Regions from separate parts of the Mus musculus genome. Here region 1 is linked to region 2. The links are chromatin contacts, called in public HiChIP or PLAC-seq maps. All regions are on one chromosome and are shown on one strand. Each heading gives the region's core, a stretch centred on a gene start, on an enhancer-like site or on the middle of the called end of the contact. The rest is flanking DNA. Distances are from core to core; before and after follow the strand shown. Region 1 has its middle 210 kb from the start of Gm12159. Region 2 overlaps Ebf1 (early B cell factor 1).

Region 1 (6,174 bases), core at 3,486-5,985, 370 kb before region 2:
GGTTCCCAAGCTCAAAATTGCCTACATATTCTGGAGCACAGTGCTCACTTCTGCTGGGCTGGTTCTGGAACCACAGCATGGACCTTTGCAGATAGGAAGAATACACCTATGCCTATAAGCCGGAGCCCATTTCCACCCACTTACTACAGTTTGGTATCCTAAACACTCAAACAATGACACATGTGAATAGTGTCATTTCTTTATTTATGGTGTATGTATTCCTATGTGTATTTCCAAAGCTTTTCCAACTAGCTGATCTCATGGAAACCTCTTGGTGGTTGAGGATTAGGGTGGTCGGTGGAACCTAGGGACCCGCAGTCTAAGGTTAAGCCTGTAGCTCGATGCCAGCTGCTGAATGCCAGCCACTTGTCAAGAATACCCTGTAGCAATGCTAGCTAGTTCCCACTGGTAGCTTGGGATTGCTACACACAGTTCCTACTCTTCTCACCACCACAGAGTCCATATCCCAAGCCAGCTTCCCATCGACCATGGTAGTTTCAACTATCCCCTTTGGAAGGAGTCTGGTCGGTCAATGTTAACTCATTTCTAGTATTAAGACACTGTGCAGACCAACTTAATTACTAGCTCCATAAATCCCAGTCTTCTAACTTATCTTACATCTTCTACTACATCGCCCATTGTTTTTCCGTACATTGCAGCCACTGCTGATATGCAGAGAATCTCAGTTAAGTCAGTCCTGGCAGAGCTGCTAAGCTTGCTTTCTATTACAAAGAGTAATTGGAGAATTAGAATAGGGGACTTGTCAAATACCATACACTAATGAGTCATTCTCTGTTTGTACAACATCTGACTAGAGATCTCCAGTATAACTTCCATCTAGGATGGATAGGGGACATGGGAGGAATTTGTTCAAGATGTTAACAATGATAAATGATTATGCTAGAAATGATTACTTCTTTCTTTAATGCTTCCTGGATACCATGTGCTACTCTGCACGGTATGAATCCATGTGGCACACTGAATTGTCACTCTAGTTTGTAAAAGGTGCAAGATGTGGTATACAAAACAAGCTTGCCTGAGACTATTCATAAGTGCCAGTCAATCTATGTTACAAGCACAGGTCAACTGATTTCACAGCTATCATTACAGCATAATTCCTAAAAGAAGCACCCAAAAATATGATCGGAATGGCACTACTCAGGGACAAAAAGATTGCCTCACCTTTTATATCCCAGAACCCCAATCCTATCATGAGGAAAAGGTCAGGCAAATTGAAGCTGAGGAATATTCTACAGTGTACCTGACCAGCCCATCACATAATTGTCAGGATCATCAAATTATAAAGATCCTCAGGAAAGTGAAGGAACTGCCTTGGACTAGAGGAGGTCAAAGATCTGTGACCACTAACTGTAACATGAACCCATGGGTAAGATTCTAAATACGTGTAATATCTGAATTAAGAGTATGATTGCTCATATCCTTAACATCAGTGTTTGCTCCTTACATGTGATGAGTACATGAATATTAAGGGTTAACCATAAGGAAATCTAAGAGAGGAATGCACATGAATTCTTTGTGCTTTCTTTGCAACATTTCTATAAAGTCACATTGTAGGCTCTTGTAACAAAAATGCACGATACAGATGCCTACAGACATCACTCTCCTCAATCCTAATCCAGAATGAATTAGGATTGGCTACTATGGTCACTTTCTCTCATCAGTCTTTTTACAGTGGTCATCATTTGGAGATGACTAGAAGTCTGATTTCCAGTGTAGCCATTCTCCAGTAGCCCCTTGCATCTGGGAGCACTTTCTCTTTTGACATTTCAAAGGACCTGTTTAGAGGCAGCCCCACGCCTAAGCGGACACTTGTCAGTTATCCACCAGAAAGGTGTGTGAACAAGCAGCCTTGTCAGCTAAAATGGAGGCCGACTTCTTGCATTTCAAATGAATATTGACCCAAGGAGAAGGGGGTAGGAGGAGAAAAAAAAATCAAGAATGAGAAAAATGGCTGACTCAGATCAACCTCAATGCATATGGTGTAAAATAACATCATTAAGGGAGTTTGGCCAGGGGTAGGAATTATGCAAGAGCCACTTTCAGCAAAACCTGAGCTGTTCAAGGAAATTGCTCTGAAAACTTGAGTGTTGTAAGGTTAAGAAGGACTGCACGTGCAGCTGTAGAAATAAGCAAAATGCTCCGTGGTACTTTAAACAGGAGCCACGTTACTAGGAAGAACTAAGTGTCAGAGTTTTTAAGATGTCAGCGAACTGATCGTCCCCAATCTTTTGAGCATGATTGATCTGAATGCAAAGCCCAGCTCCTTCATTGGGCAATTTGTTTAAAATCTCTGAGCATCTGCTTTCTATGCCTGCCTTGTGGCATGACTAAGAGGATTCAGGTCCACAGAAATTAGTAGCTGGAAGGCTGGAGCGATGGTTTCCTGGTGAAGGGCGCTTATCGCTCTTACAGAGCATCAGAGTATGATTTTTAGCATCCATGTCAGGAGGGTCCTAACCATGTATAACCCCAGATCCAGGAGATCTGGAGGCCCTCTTTTAGCATCCAAGGGTACCTGCATATATGTGGATGAGCACACACACACACACACACACACACACACACACACACACACACACACACACATACACACACACCGAGAGACACACACAAAACCAGCTAATTAAAATATTAACACTTAAATGAACAACCTGACCCCAAATGATGTCTACATTAGACATATTTCAAACTCTGCTTTCCCAACCCCGTACATTTTGGTTTACTTATGTTCTTCAGAGCCATAGAAGCAATAAGTGACCAAGTGACCACAGTGTGTATTGTTAATGTGGTTTGGACAAATGATTTCCAGAAGTTACACTGAAACTCTTCTCCCTTTCTCAATTCTACAAAGCAGACTTTCTGGGGGCACTTCACCATTGTATTGTGAAAGACAAGGGCAGTGCCATATATGCCTATTTATAATCCTGGCATTTGTCTGGCTTGGGCAGGAATTTTAAGAGTTCCAGGCAAGCTTCAGCTGTATATGGAGTTTGGGGCTAGCCTGAGTTATAGAACCTTTCTCAGAAGCAAAAACACAAGGAAGAAAAAGGAGGTAGTGAGTCTATACACCTACTCAGTCCAAAAAGAATACAAAGAAAACTGAAAACTCACCCTGGATAGATAATCCAGAATGATCACCATGCTTTCTTTAGAGTATCTCCTGATGAGAATTTTGAGAATCCAGGTCACTCTTACCTCATCTTTAGCTCTTTGAAACCCTGGGCACTAAGTCCATCAGTGCAGCCCTTTCTAAATTCCCCTTCCCTAGGTCCCTGTCCGAATGTGTGATTTACTTCCCTTATAGAGTCTCTAAGGTAGGCTAGTTCTCTTGTAGGGGCATGGGCTACCAGTCCCAGACATGGAATCTGTCCTTCAGTTATTCCATAGCACTTGATAGGCCTCTCACAAACTCCCCAATACACATACCTATTTGTGTTTTGTCTTATTGTTTTATTTAGAATATAAGTTAATTGATCGTATGCTGTTACCTTGATAATTTTTGTACTTGTAAGTGTGCTCACTCATGAGAAAGCTATATCTGATTTGTTTATGGATTCTATATGGATAATAATAAATGTCTCTGAGTATGGCAATTTCATATAGGACAGTATGATAGTTAATTTTCATTGTTAGCTTGACTGGGATTAAAGTCACATGGGTATGTCTGTGAAGGTTTCTTCACAAAAGTTTTACTGAGGCCAACCAAATGTAGAGGCATTGTCCCCTCAGGCTGGGGACAGAAAGTGGAGTGGGCAGCTGTGTTCGTGTCTTGTTGCTTCATGACTGAACACAGTGTGGCTGTCTTCCACATACTCTTGTCCCATGCCTTCCTGTCATTAACAGATTCCCTCAGAATTATGAACTGAAACACACCCCCAATTTTATGTTGGGTGTTTTACTGCAGAAACCTAAAAAGCAATACAATTATTTTTGGAGATAGTCTCCCAAACTGTAGTTCAGGCTGGTCTGGAACTTCCTATGTAGTCTGAGCTGACTATGAATGTGTGGTAAACTTCCTGCCTCAGCTCCATGAATGCTGGGATTTAGGTATGAGCCCTGATTCCCTGTTCTTCCACAGTGCTCAATTCATAGAATCCCCTGGAAACATTCATTAGTCATCCTTACCATCCATTGATCACTGTGGTATTTTGTGAATCATTCTTGCTACTTCTTACCTATCACTTAGTTCACTAATGTTCCTATTTCAGAGTCACGAGCTGAGGCACAAGGAAAGTGAGGTGGTAACCAGAGGCCATCTCGCTAGTGCAGAGCAGAGCAGGGTAAGCAGTATGTGGATCCTACAAGACTCAAAGCTCTTGATGTGAAGAACTGAGTAAGAGAAGCATCTAGTTGGACTCTCAAGCTGGAGATGGGGAAATGACAGACTGACAGTCAGTATTGCTCTCTCAGGTCCTATGGGCTATAAATGCAAAGTCGATGGTGCCAGTAAATGAGAGAAAATTTAACCCTCAATTTGTGTCAAACTCAAGTTCTGTAAATACTAGTTAGATCTCATCAAACCACTTGTCAAAGTGCCAAGAAGGGTTTCATTTTTTAAAAGCACATGCAACTTCTTTCAATCTGCTTGACTGGCCAAGCCAGGAAAAACAGGAAAAGGATTTTATTCTGTGAAGATCACCCCCACCCTCACTGTGGTTGTTGGGCCAAGCCGGCCTGCCAAGTAGACAGTTAAAAGAGTCAACCAGGTGTGGGCAACGTCTCCAAGGCTGATACAGAAATAGGCATTAACTTTAAAGCCACTAGCTTTAATGTCGGGGAAGAACATGTAAGGCGTGCACATGTAAGGCGTGTCTAGTCAGAGAAGCTATCATGACACAAGCCCAAATGGGACAAGACATTTATTTGCATTAGATCCTGAGGTCCCCATGAGAGAGCTATGGCGAGGGGATCTTTCTTTCTTCACAGTGCTTAGCATTTTAAGTCTGGTGGAGCAGGCTGGGTAGTTATGACTCATTTTATGAAAGGAAGATCTTGAGATTCCTGCAGTAAATACCTGGGAGAGAGAGAGAGAGAGAGAGAGGGAGAGAGAGAGAGAGAGAGAGAAACAGAGACAGAGAGACAGAGACAGAGAGACAGAGACAGAGAAAGAGACAGAGAGAGAGAGAGACAGAGAGAGAGAGAGAGAGAGAGAGAGAGAGAGAGATCCAGAATTTGAGCAACTCAACTTTCATGGTATATGGGATTTAAAAAGCAGAAGATTACAAAGTTACACTGCCTGGAATATCTGAAGTATAGATCTTCCCCTTTCTCCCTCCCTTCATCCCTTCTTCTCCCCTGCCTCTCTCTGTCTGTCTCTGTCCTTTCTCTGTATGTATCCATGTGCTGCTATCTGCTTTGGATCTTCTGGTTTCAAGAGAACAAACCACAGATACATACATACACACACACACAAATGCACATACACACATATACATGAATGCACATACACACATATAGAAAGAGAGACAAGGATAGAGATAGATAGAGGCAGGGGAGGAGAACAGATGGAGGAAGAGAGAAGGGAGAAGATCTACACTTCAGGTATTCTGGGTAGTGTCACTTTGTAGTTCTATTGAATCTTCAGCAGGAATTTGCACTGGTAAGGGCCAGAACATCCAGGTCTCTGTGGGATATAGTTTATTCTACACCAACCCATTGTAGCAATAAGAAGATTTTCTTGTCTCATTAGAGTTTTGGCTTCACTAATCAAGAAAGACAAAAGATGAACGCAGAAGTTTACATTTGGGAAAGATGCTCAGGATACATTGAAACTGAGTTCCTGCTGAACTAACCATCATGAAAGCTCTACATAGTGCTATTGTGTGTGTGTGTGTGTGTGTGTGACCAGTGTTGGCAGGTATAACCATATCATACCCAAGGACATAACAATATACAATCAGTTACTGCAGACTTTCTAGACTCCCATTGCCCTTAAATAGGTAGATGGATCGCTGGATTGTAAGGTATAGGCTTAGGGTAGACTGGAGAGTCCTCTTTAAAAATGAGGGCAATCATAGAGGAAGTAAGCCATTAGGAAGTCTGCACAATCGAGGTTACTTCTAAACCCGTCCTTAATGAGAGAGATGAAGAAAATAAATTTGGTCAATTAGAAAGTAATGAAGACCTTGCAAAAAAGGACTATCGACAAAAGGC
Region 2 (6,487 bases), core at 3,047-5,546:
TGGCCCAGAATTGAGGGGAAAGCTGCCCTTCCTGGGGAGTCTTTAAGTGAAAAACTCATCTTAATTGAACGCACATATCAGTTAGCTATCTTCCAGATTCACCATTAATGACCCATTTGCACCGGAGCGCCTTCTCTTCTCAATGGCTGGTACAAGGGCAACAGTCTCAGGGTCGTGCTTAGAAAGGAAGATTCAGCAGGAACGCAGAGGGGACAAGAGAGGGAAGAAGTGGGCATATTAAGCACTCGTCCTTCCCAAGCAAACTAGCACTCTGGGGCTAAGCAACAGCAAATGCTACAAATAATGCTGTCCTTGCAAAATTGACATCCTCCCAATCAGGGCCGTGAGACACCTTGCACAGGAATCACAAATAACACCATCCTGCCAGTTAATCGGGCTTTAGATGTGCCCTCTGAGGAAAGGACTGGGCTTGCAAATAGAGCCTGGTGGATGTGAAGGGGCCATAGAATGATGGAGGTGGGGGTGGGGTAGGGGTAGGGTTGGGGGTGGGGGACAACAAAGCGCAAAGTTCTCTCCTGAAATGCCAGGGCTGTTCTGAGATTTCACTTTCCATTCTCTCCCCGTAACAGAAGGACCTAAGCGGGAATCGGAGGTGCGCACCCAGAGGATTCCTGTCGATTCCTGCCCATCACCTGGCCAAGGACTGTGGAAGCCAGCCTAGTTTAGCAGCCAACAGAAGCAAGAGTCTGGAAGCAGAAGGATGCCAAGCGCAAGCTCCCACTGAGCACATGGCCTCTTAAAATCAGAAGGGTGTGTGACTCGGCAGCTCACATGATGAAGACATCATGTATGACTCGACTTTGTAAAGGGCAAGTGGATGCAAATGCTTATGCACGGGACTCCGTGGCTCCCTTTGAAACTTTTTAACCATTGTCACGGAGTATTAGGAAAATGACAGGAGGAGGCATGTTGGGACATGCAAAGCAGTCTCTGCCGATCTCCTGGGTGCTCTGGAAATAAACTCAGCATCTTGCTGTGTTTCCCTTAGCCAAAACTTCAAATCCGAAAAGGTCTCTAGTTCCAGAAGCATCGAAGGAGTTTCCTGGTTCACCATAAGCCTGGCCTTGCGAATTCAATGATGAATGAACCAAATCAGGCCATTCAAACACCAGACGGACCAGTCTACAGTGAAAGATGCACTCTTGAGAAAATAAATGCTGATACATTTTAGGATTGGGGGAAACTAGTGACAATTACAGGCAGAAACTAAGCACACACCAAAGAGCACAGGGTATGAGTTTCCTCTATGTGACAGAAATATGTTCTTGATTGTGGGAGTCTGGGAATGCCACCTCTCTGAATCTCATTAGCCCACTGGAATATTCTTAGCCTGGGCAAGGGAAACTAACTCTCCCACATTTGTGCTAAAGGAGTAGCCATAGACATGTCCCAATTTGAGAATTAAATTATCTTTCCTCATGATGGCACCAACTCTGACACTTTATAGAGGGCTTCCTTTATTGTCAGCAATATGGGACAGTGGATTTTATTTCCCTTTGGACAATGAGATTGTGGTTAGCATAACATCAGTGAATCTAACATCAATCTGCTGTCAAAAATTCACTTTATGAAGGCCAGAGAGAGGTTGCGCCGAAAGCAGCCACACAGAGGGCTAGATGTATAAACACTGAAGAGAAACTGAAATCAATTCTGAGCACAGCAGAAGCCAGAGCATCACTGGCATCCACAGGCACCTGCCATTTTAATATTCAAACAATAGGATAGTTACTGAAACAGCGATCAATTCTTAAAGGAGAGCTGCTCCCAGCAGAGTTTATTTGTGGTCCTCTGTCCAACATCCATTAGACAGGGACCCTGTCTCTAGAAGAGTAGATTCAAATAAATAGTAAGAGCGGAAATAGATTCTATTCTCTCTGTTTACTTTATTACTATTGATTTCTGAATTCCCTCCAATCTATTTCCTAACTGGGCAGATAATATACATTTAGTACTGAAGGTAATTATCTAAAATGAACCCAGTTTGCAGTTGGGTGATAAAAAAGAGAGGGGGTACCGATAGATTAAACACTTATACATTAACAAGTATGGCCGGCTGTATTAATATAAATACTAGGGTCTTAGCATGCTTACTTTATGGCTAGATATAATTTTGTAGGCTAATTGTGAGTTCTTGTATACATGTGGGCATATTTTATTTCCACTGTTCTATACTTTATGACATTATTTTATGGTACAAATACTATAATAGAAAATAAAATTATTTCAAATATGTTTTATTTGAAAGGCATCTACCTCCCTCAAAAAAAAAAGAATTATGTAGGAAAAAAATTTAAGTGTTCAAATGCTTTAGAACAATTTAGTTGTAGGAAATTACAATGGTTATTAAAGCATCAAGTTAGAAAAGGAAGCACACAGCGCATCATAATGCAGTTATATGTGAAAGATGGGCTTAACTAGTTAGCAGTAGCCGGTGGGAGAATACAGTAAGTCTACACTGTGTGAAATTATGCTTCTCTTCAATGCCGTGCTATGGAGAAGACTTAGTGTGTGAGGAAAGGGGTATATTAAATAAAGCAGAAGATGAAGCTGCATGTGTGAATAGACACACAGTACAATATAGTCACAGATGCAAAACAAAACAAAAAAAGATGTTTGCCTGTGTTTGTTATACATAGAAAAATAACAGAGAAGTCCAGGGAGGCATTGCCATTACTGGGTGATGAGTACTGGGTGAGTTTGTACCCTTTTATCCTCTCTTGGTTTTTGCTTTTTGGGGGGGGGGTTGTTTGTTTATTTGCTCTGTTTTGCTACATAATTAGCACACGTTATTTTGTGAATGGTGTTTTGAAATGGAAATGATTGTTATTTCCTTGAGCAAATCATCCAGAGATGTGTGAGAGGAGCACTTGGACTCACTAGCAGGCTTAGTAGCCACTCTTCCTACCCTTGGCTTGTGAGACCTCAAGGGTGTTCTCCAGCCAAGGACTCCTGGGCCAGAGCTTTAGTGAGAACTGCCCATTAGCAAGCTAGAGAGTCTCATGCACATTCCTGCTACATGCCAAGTGTGGGACACTCACTTGCAAAGGGGCTGCAAGCTTATGGAAATCTTGAAGTAGTTGGAAATAATGTTAGGATTTGATGGTAGATTCTAGGGTCACACTGGCAGATAGTGGCTCCTGTGGTCACACTGTCCAAATACTTGGCAGATGACTCAACCCTTCTTGCCTCCTTCTCCTTATCTGTAGCATCAGGGCAGTACTTGTGGCCGAGTCGTGCTCGAGCCAATGCTTCTGCATTTGTAAACTCTTAGAAGCAGACAGCACATAAGTACTGACATTGTTGTTAAATGAATCCTATGAATCTGAGTTCGTTGGTCAGAAGTCCTTATAACGAAGAGCCAAATATGGTCAGAATACATGTCAAATCATTGCCCTTCTCTAAGTGGTCAGAGAAGCCTTTCTTGGGCATGGCTGTCATTTGCTGGTGAAACTAAGTCATTAGGTACTTCCAGGCGCCTGGTAAGGCTTCACATATCCACCCTGATGCTCTGTAATGGTGATGGTAGCACTAAGGTTCAATGACTAAGTTGCTAAGTGCAAGTATTACTTGTAGCTTTGTATTGAGTACTCTATATTTAGAGTTTCATCTAAGACATAAAACCAAGAAGGTATTCCATAAATATTTACTCAGTGGGAGAAAAGAATGAATGAATTGAGTGAATGACTTCATCACATCCACATCAAGTATACTACTTCTAAACATATTACCTCAAGGTAGGCATGGTTTGATACATTTGTCATTGATTGTTAAGTAGAGTGATATATTCCTTTAACCCCAACACTCCAGAAACAGAGGCAGGATGATATCTGTGAATTAGAGGCTAGGCTGGTCTACATAACAAGTTCCAGGGCAGCCAGGGAGACTTCTTCTAAAACAAAACCAAAAGTGAAACAAACAAACAAACAAACAACAAAAAGAAAACCAAACCAAACCAAACCAAAAGAATCAAGCAACAACAACAACAATAATATCAAAAAACTAATGTGGAAACATCAATGCTTTCAGACTAGAAAATGTACTCTTGTTCATGTGGAAACCATAATGTCCATATCAAAAGAGCAGACAAGTATAAACACTTTTTTCCTCCAAGATGGAAACAAATCATAGCTCAGACCTTGAATGTCTTCTAGAACGTTTCATAGGAACGGTTGGGAGGAAGAGAGCCCTGAACTCAGAATCCAAAACAGTAGCAGCAGCAACCAGAAACAGGCAGTTCATGTAACTGGTTCTGTGGTTTCCACGGCCAGGTAGAGCGTGACAAGAACGTTACAGGAACTGACATCAAGTCCAGAACTAGCCATAGAAGCGGTCTACATGGTAAATGTCACTATAACAACAGTCGCTACGGAACAAAAGGGGAAAACCTGTTGAGATCCTGCCTAGTTGTGTTGTGAGCACTCCTGAGGGCCTCTGCGCACACTGCATGTTTGAATGTGTAGTGTAAGCTTTAGCCTTTTCTGGAGGTGAATCTTGGCTCCAACACCTGGGGGACTGGGAGACTGGGAGACTGGGAGACTGGGAGACTGGGAGACTGGGAGACTGGGAGACTGGGAGACTGGGAGACTGGGAGACTGGGAGATTGGTGAGAAGCCCAGTGTCCTGCGGTTGTAAAACCTTGATAGGGTCTCCAAGTCATTTTCCTCAAATGTGTGCAACCCACGAAGATAATTATAGATGACCATTTCGTAAGCACTTTATTGCTTCCCCCCCCCCATAAATTTTAATTTTGGAAAGTTAAAAGTGAAAAAAATGTGGTTTCAATTTCCTACAAATTGCACACAATTTAGTTTTAACAAGAAAATAGGAACAAAGTGGGGGGGGGGTCATGTTCTTTAAAGTGAATTAGGAACTAGAGTTTGTTTCTACCCACTCAATGCCATGAGAAAAATAAAGCACAAGATTTAGGATCAATGCCTCCCAAAAATGGAACTCATGAACCATGGTAGAGAGACATAGTCTTTAAAAAAAAAATCTAAACATGATGTAAGCAGTCTAACAGCAGAGTAACACCATTGAACTGAGCTAGTCTGTGTCTGTAGAGAAGAAAGCAAACTTCATGAAGGCCAGAGGGAAAATGGTGAATGAAACTGGGGTAGATGCTGATAACCCTCACACATACGTAGCAGAATGTGTGTGAATAAGAAAAGGCTGCATGACCTCATGAGCTCTTCATTTTACTCTCAACTGTGCTGCCTACAACGAAAGACAATTAAAAACAATTATTCCTGAAATTATTTAAACACACAGCTAAAAATAGAACAAAGCAACAGAATTACAGAATTGTCAATATATATGAATATATATGTGTGTGTGTGTACATGTATAAACATATATACATATATGTGCATAGAATATATATATATATATATATATAAAAGAAATTGTATCCTTCTGCTGAGACCTGGCTGTCATCTCGGTGTTAGATCATGTTTTTTCCAAGGTAGTCATCTGTGGCGACTAGCCTGTTAAAGACAGGAAACCCACAAAGTGTCTCTACCACACCAAGCACACTAGCTGGAAAGCAAACAATGAAATCAGTCAGCCAGGTGTTTTCTCTCGTGTGCCAAACTTGGATTGGATATTGTGTCTCCTTAATTTGTCCTCTGCCTTGGTAGCTGTGCACTCTGTTTGGTAAGAAAAATTATGCAAGTAATAAACTACTTCATCAAAGTTGTTTCTCTTTTGATCAAATTACATTATTCAATTATACCACCGACCCTTCTCAAATGTTCTACTTCCAAAAAGGTTTACTCCCTAACATGCCCTAAGAATCCTTCCAAAATATTAGCATTTGTAGTCTTTAAAATAAACAAATAAACAAAAAGACCCTCACTACTTCAAGTTTTCTGATCAAAAATAATAACTCCCTAGTATTTTTTTTCTAATTAGGGTTGAACTTGCAAGACTAGAATGCCTCTGACTATCGGAACATGGAGTTCTGGCTTTCAAAGGTCCAGCCATAAACTTAGACTTGGCAAACTTAGCATATTACTCATTGGCTAATAATCCCATTAGTCAAAACTGCAAGCTCTTGGTCAAGTGCATATTTTATATATTACTGCATGAAACCCTAGCAGGAGTCCCACATCCCAAATGTCTTTTGAAGGCACAGGGATTAACATGAGGCAATTTCCTCTGTTCACACAGAAACGCTGGCTTTCCCCCATGCGAATATCAGTAACTATGTGGGATTGCTGAAAGGCCGTTTGCTTCCTTCTGCAACCACATTAGCCGTCCCATCAGGCAACGACTTCCATTGAGTTCTGCATTGGCTGTCCACAGTAGTCACCTGTACACAAAGCTGTATGGTAGCAAGAGAAGAGGAGGGCCTTGTTGCAAAATACTCAGAAACATCAAGGGTCTGAAACTCTCTGCTATGCAGACTGAGAAGAAAGCACGTGGTTAAATGGAGTATTCTTTTCTTTTGGTTCAATATATCCTTTCA

What was found. HiChIP or PLAC-seq counts read pairs in DNA pulled down with a chosen protein or histone mark.
Region 1: a RAD21 HiChIP or PLAC-seq map of pro-B cells shows a contact between it and region 2, with 8 times the contacts expected there. The contact joins two enhancer-like sites. A contact is called at or near these places in 2 of 15 datasets of contacts at CTCF or cohesin (large pre-B cells and pro-B cells), 1 of 484 Hi-C or Micro-C datasets (large pre-B cells) and 1 of 115 datasets of contacts at active chromatin or transcription factors (large pre-B cells).

Annotation. Positions count from the first base shown.
Region 1 is chr11:45,322,417-45,328,590 of GRCm38.p6, reverse strand. No RefSeq gene overlaps it. Among named protein-coding and RNA genes, the nearest start is that of Gm12159, 210 kb to the right of the region's middle. Within about 2 kb of position 4,735, at least 14 of the 459 cell types and tissues checked have an H3K27ac peak or open chromatin away from gene starts, as enhancers often do. A contact at or near this core is called in pro-B cells, where this site is marked.
Region 2 is chr11:44,948,375-44,954,861 of GRCm38.p6, reverse strand. The region is part of intron 10 of Ebf1 (early B cell factor 1); the gene reads right to left. Among named protein-coding and RNA genes, the nearest start is that of Gm51859, 140 kb to the left of the region's middle. Within about 2 kb of position 4,296, at least 60 of the 459 cell types and tissues checked have an H3K27ac peak or open chromatin away from gene starts, as enhancers often do. A contact at or near this core is called in pro-B cells, where this site is marked.